2 separate regions of the Triticum aestivum genome follow, and region 1 is linked to region 2. A link is a contact called in public Hi-C data. All regions are on one chromosome and are shown on one strand. The core of a region is the stretch at or near the end of the contact, and the rest is flanking DNA. Distances in the headings are between cores, read along the strand shown.

Region 1 (5,107 bases), core at 69-2,568, 320 kb before region 2:
TTTTTCAGAACCTGTTCCCCTTACTATGGATCGAACAGAATTTGATAGCCCTCATTGCCGCAGAAAGGAATAATAATAATTTGATACAGCAGGGTGTAACGTGTCATGGTGATCCACAAAAAGCCTTTGCGCGAGACCGTGGGAGGCGGCGAGGGTGACCATTAACATGCACGCTCGCGAGCCGCTAGCATCATACTCACTTCGTCCCATAATATAAGAACATTTTTGGCACTACACTAATATCAAAAACGTTCTTATATTATAGGACAAAGGTAGTATCTTTTTTCGCAAATACGCAAAGCAGCATACCAGCAACGTGGTCCTCGCAACTAGACATCTGTTGCATAAGAACATGCAATGGAGTCCAACAAGATCGACGATCAACGCGATGTAGCAAAAAAAAAATCCTTTTCATTAGAGAACTATATAAGCATCTTAAATAAACAAGGACGACGGTACAAAGATTACACGCCCAATGGCAAGCAGAAGGGGGCTTGCATGAATCACAGCAAGGGGCAGGCAGGCCAGCTATATCTGGCAGCCGCAGCAGCAGAAGAAGCAGGAAAGCGCCAGACCAAGCACGATGGCTTCCACCACGTACATGACGCGGAACGCGACGGTGTCCAGCAGCGCCGACGCCCAGCTGCCCCTCAGGTTCATGGACAGCCGCTTCCACCGCAGCGATCGCGACAGTCCGGCCAGCCTCGACGCGCCGGCTCCGCCGAGGTTCTTCCAGCGCTGCCGCTGCCGCGGTACCAGCCGCCGCAGCCAGCTGCGCCGCGGCTTCTCCGCGACCTCCGAGTCATCGGCAGCGATCGGTGCCACCTCGGGCGCCCTTCCAGGCGCTGTCTTCTGCTCGGCGCCGACGGGCGAGTAGTGACCCCGCGGCATCATCCTCCGGAGCAAGCCCCTCCGCTGCCGCGCGCCCGCGGCGGCGCTGGCTGTGGCCGGAGACACGGCCTCCGTCTCGTACGCCGTCTCCGGCGCTATGATGCCCATCATGGCCATGGCTGAGCGGGAGAAGACCTAGTATATAGCTAGCCTAGGTGAAGAAGATTGGTACGAGACGGGACGAAGGCGTGGGGAGCGACGTGCGGGGTGTGGTCAGGCGGAGACGGGAGAATATAAAGGAGACCGTTTCGATCTCGGGACTGGACGTGCCGAAACCTACCTATCGCCGTTTCGATCGTGCTTTTTCAAAGGAGAAGAAGAGATTGTGGCTTGAGCTGCTGCTTTGTGCGTAAGGCATCCGCCAGACGGACGGCTTAACAGCTCAGCTCGTGCTGTAAAGGCCGTTGCCGATTTTATTTGCAACCGCAAGCGCAAGCTCAGCTGGGTGGCTGTATATGTGTTGCGCTGGTCCGTTTATTGCGCATCGCATGCTGTAACGGATATACTGTATTATGCATAATATATGTTGAACAGTGTTTATTATGCTGTCAAGTTGCAAAACATGGCGAATTTGAACAAAGTGCATGGACTTTCTAGAACGCCAGGGCAGGGGCAGGGGCAGGGGCAGGGCGTATCTGAACTGAAAAGGCCGGCAGCGGCAGGTCATACAGGGTGGTGGTAGGAGTATATGGTTCTCGACTCTCGAGTGTTGCTGGAGTCGAACTGGCCGTGACAGCCGGGCCCGGGCGTGCAGCGCAGGCCTACATTACACTACACGCTCCCCTGCTACTGCTAGCCTATCGTTGTTGTTTTCTTACGCTCGCCAACGGCTTGCAAATTTGCCTCTTGTCGGGCAGCGGCCGTTTGGTCAAAAAAGCGCAGTGTTTCGGTAGCCTCGAGCGACCATAAACCGTTAGTTAATGCTGGCTGATCAAGGTTTGGGACCGGCTGCCCCAGATGTCTGGCTGTGCTTCTCCCATTTGTCGTCGCCTGCGTGCCTGTAAAAAGGTGCATGGCAGAGTATAGTACGAGTCCCGCTGCACCTGCACTCTGGAACGTCGCAAGCATACCTGATCACCGCAAAAAGAAAAAAGCCGAGCCACATCACCGCACGTACTGTACCTGTCCTTGTCACTTCCATAAAACTGGCCCGTTCCGCCATTCGCGCTCTTCAAAAGATGCGATGCATGTTCCTTGGGATAACTTGCTGCAGCGACACCAGACCAACATCTTCACCGATCAGTCGATCACGAGTAACCGAAAGTTGGAGTAGCTGGAACCAACTACACTTGAACAAAGCATATGGCCCTGTACTTACAGCTAACCTGACATCGACTTCCATCTTTTATGGAAGTCAAGTCTACTTTCTGCGTGTACGTACGAGATCAGGCGACTCCTGTCCGCGGCACAATGCATATGCGCGTCGCAATAGGATCGCTCTGCTTTTACAGATGTTACCCACGACTTTATTCAATGGAACAAAGGGAAGTACTCCCTCCGCATCAAAATATAAGAGTTTTTCTAACACTATCACAATGTAAACAAACGGTCTTATATTTTGTTACAAAGAGAGTAGTTTGCAGAAAATTCTACCAAAGTCCAACGAGACACTTGGATAGAAACCACCTCTAGCCGCTAGCAGCCCGACTCGGAAATTCACAGAGCCCGTGGGTGCGGGGGCACGCACCTGCCAAGCCCTGCCCGGTCGCTCGATTGTCTCGTGATTCACGAAGTAGTTCGATCTCACATGAGGGCATAATAAAGTTTAATTCTAAAACTTACGATTTTCTCACTCAATTTTACCAGTTTCATAGATAAAACTGTAAGATTTTTTTTCTCTGCCATAGCCCAAAAAAATTGTTAAAACTTAACATTTATTTTCAATTTCATCAAAATGTTTTTAAAATAGATCTTATTTGAAAGCCCTCATCATGAGAAACACGAATATGAAACAAAGCTTAATTTGGATTTTCCGTTCAAGAAATATAAAAGATTGAAAATCAGACGTCAAAATTAAAAACACGCCCAAAGGACCAGGGGCGTACCCAAGTTGAGCTACCCGGATGCATAGGACACCGGGTGCAAAATGTTTTCTTTGTAAATTTCATGTAAAATATAGTGTGTGACACTCCATCTTTAAATGAAATATGAGCGATCATATGCTAGGACACCTGATCATTTTCTCTCTAGGTCCGCCCCTGCAAAGGACCGTGTGCCGTGAGACCTACAGCCATAATAAATCCTCTCCCAACCAGACTCGCAGTTTTACAGTTTTAGGTAGTAACTGCCTCGGTCAGGGCTTCAGGAAGCAAATCTGCAGTTTACACTCATTGACTCATTTGAAAAGACAGACTCGAATCTTCAGGGGCAGTCATCGGTCATCAGTCATGTAGAATCTCAGATCAAGTCAAATCGGACGTGCGCTTAACGTTTGTCCCTCCTCGGCACACTCGCCACTGGTGCTTGCAGTAGCTTTCCGACGTGCCACCTACGTCGGTGCATTCCGCAATGAAAAATCTGGCGTGTGGCCCGTCAAATCCCGGGACATCATTCTTTTAAGGGCTAAATCCCAGGACATCTGTGTAGATGAGAGCCGCGCAGCGGAGGGGTTGTCCAAGCTGTGTGTTCCCAACAAGTAGAGCAATCCCTGGCCACCAGAAATCAACTACTCCATCCGTCCCATAATATAAGAGCATTTTTGACACTAATGTAGTGTAAAAAACGCTCTTATATTATGAGACAGAGGGAGTAGCTACAGCCAAAAAACAATCAGCAGGACTACAGCAGGATGCTTCGATAAACGAGGTACGGCCTACAAACAATCACTTAAACTGCCATCTTTCAAATGTATTTTATTGTAAATCCGTGAAAAAATACTCTCTTTTTTTGCGAGAGTCACGGCCGTGCCTCTCGGAAAAAAATGTTTTTTTTCTTTCACAAGAGGTACGGTTTTGCTTCCGAGAGAAGCACGGCCGTGCCTCTCGGAAACGAAAAAAAGAAACATATTTTCTGCTTTTCTTTCTTCTGAGAGAGGCACGGTTTTACTTTTGCGAGAGACACGGTTGTGCTTTCACAAGAGGCACGGTCGTGCCTCTAGGAAACAGAAAAGGAAACGCGTTTTCAATTTTTTTTTCTTTCGCGAGAGGCACGGTTTTACTTCCGCGAGAGGCATGGTTGTGCTTTCGCGAGAGGCACATTCAGATATTATATATATTGAACAAGTATTTAAAAAATGTTGAACTAGTATTTGAAAAATGTTGAACAAGTATTTAAAAAAATGTTTAACAAGTATCTGAAAAAAAATGTTGAACGACTATTTAAAAACAATGTTGACCATGTATACAAAAATGTTGAACAAGTATTTGAAAAATGTTGAACATGTATATAAAAATGATGAACAAGTATTTGAAAAAGGTTGAAAAAGTATTTGAAAAAAATGTTAATAATGTATATAAGAATATGGAATGAAAAACAAAATGAAACAAAGAAAAAATGAAAAAAATGAAAACTGAAAAATAAAAAGAAAAAAGGAGAAGGAAAAAAGAAAAGAAACAGAAAATGGAGAAGAAGAAAAGAAAACCAAACAAGAGAATGGAGAAGAAAAAAGAAAAAGAAAAAACAAATGATGAACAAGTATTTGAAAACGGTTCAAGATTTGAACGCACGGTTTAAGAGATAAAATATTTTGAATAAACGAATCTACGAAAAAAAGGGAAAACTCACAGGTTGCGACAAGTGGCGCGCTGCAGCGTGCCACTTGTCGCAACCTGGGAAGGTGGGAGTGATCTTTGCAATGAGTACTCCTCAACTGGTGAGTTCGCCAAGTTTGGCCCAACTATATCAACGACCCAATAGAGAGGGCGAGGCTTCCGACTCGCTGAGACGCGCAAGCTTATGGGTCGCCCCAGGTTCGCGTGTACTGCACTGCCTCGTTTTCTTTTCTGTTTTTTTCATGTTTTTATTTCGTTTTTATTCCATTTTTAAGTTTGTTTACACATTCAGATATTATATATATTGAACAAGTATTTAAAAAATGTTGAACTAGTATTTGAAAAATGTTGAACAAGTATTTAAAAAAATGTTTAACAAGTATCTGAAAAAAAATGTTGAACGACTATTTAAAAACAATGTTGACCATGTATACAAAAATGTTGAACAAGTATTTGAAAAATGTTGAACATGTATATAAAAATGATGAACAAGTATTTGAAAAAGG
Region 2 (5,267 bases), core at 2,233-4,732:
CGTTGGGTGGTGAGGGGCTTTCGCCAGCGCGCCGGCGTGGACTTCACCGACACCTTCGCCCCGGTTGTTAAACCGGGCACGATTCGCGCCGTTCTCCAGCTTGCTGTTTCTCGCGCCTGGCCTGTCCACCAGCTCGATGTGTCTAATGCTTTCTTGCATGGCCATCTCGACGAGCAGGTGTTCTGTCAGCAGCCGACTGGTTTCGTCGACACCGACTATCCGGACCACGTGTGCTTGCTCTCCCGTTCTCTCTATGGGTTGAAGCAGGCACCTCGGGCCTGGTACCAGCGGATCGCGGCCTTCCTCCAGCAACAGGGGTTCCGGTCCACACGGTCCGACGCCTCCCTGTTCGTCTATCACCAGGGCCCCGCCACCGCGTACCTCCTACTGTACGTCGACGACATCGTCCTGACTGCGTCCTCGCCAGCGCTTCTTCAGCAGATCACAGCTCGCCTCGGCACAGAGTTCGCCCTCAAGGACTTGGGGGCTCTCCACTACTTCCTCGGCATCGAGGTCGTGCGCCGGGCTACTGGCTTCTTCCTGCACCAGCAGAAGTACGCCTATGAGCTTCTGGAGCGAGCGGGCATGCTTAACTGCAAGCCTGCTTCCACGCCTATCGATACGAAGGCTAAGGTGTCCGCCGTTGAGGGCTCTCCGGCGTCCGACGCTCCCTTCTACCGCTCCATCATTGGTGCGCTTCAGTACCTCACACTGACGCGTCCGGACATTCAGTATGCTGTCCAGCAGGTGTGCCTTCACATGCATGCTCCTCGTGACACCCATTGGGCTCTCGTGAAACGTATACTTGGTACATACGTGGCACCACAGCCATGGGTCTCACCCTGACGGCCTCGCCAGACACCTGCCTTGTCGCCTACTCGGACGCCGACTGGGCTGGGTGTCTCAACACTCGACGCTCCACTTCCGGCTACTACGTCTACCTCGGGCCCTCTCTGATTTCGTGGTTGTCTAAACGACAACCCACGGTCTCACGATCGAGCGCCGAGGCCGAGTATCGGGCCGTGGCCAACGCCGTCGCGGAGTGTTCCTGGCTACGACAGCTACTCCAGGAGTTGCTATGTGAGGTCACCAAGGCGACGCTTGTCTACTGTGATAACGTCTCCGCGGTGTACCTCGCTGCCAACCCTGTCCAACACCGACGGACGAAGCACATTGAGCTCGACATCCACTTCGTCCGGGAGCACGTCGCACTTGGTCGTGTTCGTGTTCTACATGTGCCCACCGATCAGCAGTTCGCCGATGTGATGACGAAGGGACTACCCACCTCGACTTTCGAGGGCTTTCGGTCCAGTCTTTGCGTCACCGGCGACGCTTCGACTGCGGGGGTGTTGAACATGTGTACATGTACGTAGGTCTGGGTTCTGTATGCAGTGCCTGTAGTATCTGTCTCCCTCTGTATGTACGTGTATTTTAGGAGACAAGATACCGGTCGCACCCCTTATACCTATATATATGTGCCTAGTGCACGATCAATCAATCATCGATGCACCAAATCATTCTCTACAGATACCATTATGGTAATTTAGTCAGATGCGAATCAAGCCACTAAACTAGGACTGAATTTTGTGGACCACGGTTTGCTTAACCAGATCGAAGCACCGGGTGTCGTCTGTGCGGACAACTTGCTGTGCTTAACACACAATACGAACCCAAACCAAATCTATGAATGACGCTAATGAGCAGCCCCGTAGTACGGCACAGAGATTTCAACAATCCTGCAAGTGCATCATCTTCTTGATTATAAAAAATCCGAAAACGTGTCATGTGGCAAAAACTGTGGTAGTACGTAGAGAGAGGTTGGAGCCCGACCAGAGACCGACCAGCGGCAGGGCGTCGCAGTCCCCGGCTGGACCGAAACAAAAAGCAGGTGCGCGCACCCACCAAGCTACCTCACCTGTCGCTGCCACCACCCTCCATCGCCTTAAATGCGCCCGCACCGCACCGCGCCGGCCGCGAGGCCGCCGTACCGTACCGCCACACCGCCGTGCTGGCTGACGATCGTGTCAGATCCAAATCGGCATGTGCTGCTGCGCGCACAGTGCCTGGACGGAGGAGTACACCGGTGCGCGCCCGCGCGATCGATCGTGCTCCCGACGGTTCACACCCCGCTCACGCGCACCGGCACGGCCCCGGCCGCTTTCAGACGCCACCCGCCCAGCACGGTATTTTAGCCAGGAGACACGGTGTTGCCGGCGTTAGCGTGTGGTATAAGCGTGGACGACGTGGAGGCCATGCTCGCTTTTCACATGGGACGTCGGGACGCAGAGCTGGCGCCGCGCCGCGTACCCTGGTCTCAGGTCAGGCGCACCGCCACGGCGTATGCAAAAAACCGGTGCACGAGCTGGACAGGACAGGGCAGGGGATATTATCCTATGACGACGTGCGGCGTTTTCTGTTCGTATTCACACGCTTTATGGAGGGCCCCGACGCTCCCACTGAAGCACAAACCGTGGCCATATTTGTACCGCTTCGATCAAACACTTGAAGAAGACATGTATAGATTCTGAAAGTTGATGCACACGAAAATGAATCATGCCCTGAAACAGCAAACTCGAACGGGGCGGAAATAGACAATGGGATGGTATGATGCGTAGCATGCACTTGTCATGATTGTGGGCGGGCGCTCTAAATATTGCTGCTGGACGCAACAGGAGTCGAGTGAGAGACCAAACAGAAACAGTCTCACTTAAGGCTTAGGTCCCCGGTCACTGTGGATCCCTTTTTATGATTGGATTTCCTCCATATGCGCCTCTCTTGCAGGGAAATGGAAATGGCGATCGATGATCGAAAGCAGTTCCCGATGCCTGCCCCGACGTGCAGAGTCATGCACCGTCTCCGAATGGAAACGGCCCCACCTGCCGCTGCCAGCTTGACCCCGCACATGTTATTCCCTTGGTCTCTCTCATCGTATGCCATGATGCAATGCCACCGCCAGCATCAGCGGCCGTCAGCTCTCGCTCGAGATCGAGATCGAGATCGGAGGGCGCAGAGCGTGAGCAGAGATCACGCAGCGTCACGCTGGCGTGGGTAGGGTAGGGCCCGGTCAAAGGGCGACGTACACGTGGCATGCCCCATCCGTCTGAACGATTGACCGCGGCGCCGCGCTTTGACCCCAGACATGTGACCGGCTACCGCCGGTGCACGCCGCTGACTCACCCCGTGACCGTGGACCGTTCCCACCCCCACCATTACATTACAAATTACGGTGCTAGTATTACTATACTCTAGTAGTATTAGAATTATACTGCTCGGTGTTGTAGCTAGCTAGGTCTGGACTCTGAAGTCTAAGCATAGAGTATCCTGCGGTTAAAACCGAGAGGAAGGAACCAAAGGAGTGGGGAAGAGGCCAAGGAATGGACATCTATCTCATCTATCTCTTCTCTTTTGGGCCCAATCAATTAGCGCTTGTTTCTTTCACAAAAGCAAGCCAAAAAGCCAATGGAAAAAAAATCCTCCCACCCAACCATCCCCCTCTCTCTATACATCACCGCTCTCTCTCTCTCTCTCTCTCTCTCTCTCTCTCTCTCTGAATCCTCAAGATATAGCTAGGAGCTGCGCTCCCTCTCGCTCTCTTGCTCACACACACCTCTCGCTGTCTCCTCGGCTTGCCTCACTAATCACTGCACCTCCACCACCATACCACCACTACTAGTACCTCCCCCATATGCTTGCTTCCCTCTCGATCCCTCTCCTCCTCCCTCCCGTTTCATAAGCCCACAGCCAGCCACAGCGCCAAGAACAATCGAGCTACTACACCATCGATCTATCTCCCACAGGCAGCAAGGCAGTACAGCGTAGCGCCTATGTCGGGCGAGTTCCAGTTCCACGACGAGCTCGCGTCGCTCTTCACGCAGCGGCCGGGGCCGGGGATGCAGCAGCAGGAGCAGCAGGCCTCCTGGCTCGCCGACTACCTGCAGACGCCCATGGACTACGATCTGCTGTGCAGGGCGCTGGAGCTGCCGGCCGCGGAGGACGTCGTCAAGAGGGAGCTGGTGGTGGACACCACGCCAAGCGGCGGCGGCGCCCTCACTCCCAGCGCCGGCGGGGGGACGCCCAACGCCACGTCGTCCATGTCGTCCTCGTCGAGCGAGGCCGGCGGAGGCCTCTGCGCCGGAGAGGGGGACTCGGCGGGGAGGTGCAAGAAGGAGGACGGCGACGGGGAGGACGGCAAGGGGGGAGACGAGGGTGACAAGAGCAAGAAAGGGTGAGTTGGACTGCATTAATTTCTCTCCTTGTGATTTTCCGTGTCTTGATCTGAAATCTTGGGGCGTCCCTTTTGGCGAGTTCTTGGTCCTTCTGACTGCCTAATCTGGTTAACTGCCTCTGGTTCTTTTCTGCTGCGATATTGGATCAAGATTTGGGGCGGGCTAGATTTCGCTTCCTTGAATTGCTTGCTGGCCATTCATTCATTCATGCCTTTTCTGTTCTTTTTTGTTCTTTATTCCCCTTTTAAGGTAGTTTGGCCGGCTGGCCAAGGTGTGAACCCGGCTAGGGTTTCACACCCAGCTTGCATGCCTCAGCCTGACAATCAAGAATAAATAATAAATAAATAAAAACATAAAAATCTGATTTCGTGTCTTGAACTCTTGATTACTTGCTTCATCTCCAAAATCTTGATCACAAATTTGCCTCTTGCATTTTTTCTACTTTTATGCTTTGTTCATTTTTCTTCTTCCACCCCATGTATGGCCCCATCTTGTCAAAATCATGCCCAATAATCTCTAGAATGAAACCATGCCCAGTTAAGAGACCCTCCCCCATCTAGGATTTGCTCAGGTTCTACTTTGGTGCAACCTATCATATGTACGCATCTCTCAGAAAATCCAAAGAGCAGAAAAGGGGGCAGCAAAAAGGCCAGGCACAATGTGAACCTCCTAAAAACCATGTGCGCTCTTACATAGACCACGCCAACAACCATGCATGTTTGAACGGGATCCCGGCCGGGAGGCCAGACCATACATATCGTAGTCGATCGATCGTAGTATGAACGAAATCTCTATCCACCACTAGGATTAGGAGTAGATAGCTAAGCTATCGAGACAGCCAAATGGTATACGATTCCGCCGCTTTCGGCTGCTGATATCTCATCTCACCGACGCGTAATCGAAATCTTTTCAGGTCTGCGGCTAAGGGCGGCAAGGCGGGCAAGGGCGAGAAGCGTCCGCGGCAGCCGCGGTTCGCCTTCATGACCAAGAGCGAGGTCGACCACCTCGAGGACGGCTACCGCTGGCGCAAGTACGGCCAGA

What was found. A called contact is a pair of places that touch in the nucleus more often than the background predicts.
Region 1: a Hi-C map of leaf shows a contact between it and region 2, with 4 times the contacts expected there. The contact joins the promoter of LOC123074606 here to the promoter of LOC123078746 in region 2. A contact is called at or near these places in 2 of 5 Hi-C or Micro-C datasets (both in leaf).

The regions. Positions count from the first base shown.
Region 1 is chr3D:339,714,690-339,719,796 of IWGSC CS RefSeq v2.1, reverse strand. It overlaps LOC123074606, which reads right to left and starts at 1,318. Exons shown (of 1, transcript XM_044497405.1): 1 at 392-1,318. The coding sequence starts at 1,008. The coding sequence ends at 529.
Region 2 is chr3D:339,397,763-339,403,029 of IWGSC CS RefSeq v2.1, reverse strand. LOC123078746 (probable WRKY transcription factor 48) reads left to right here and starts at 3,482. Exons shown (of 3, transcript XM_044501352.1): 1 at 3,482-4,225; 2 at 5,140-5,267. The coding sequence starts at 3,825.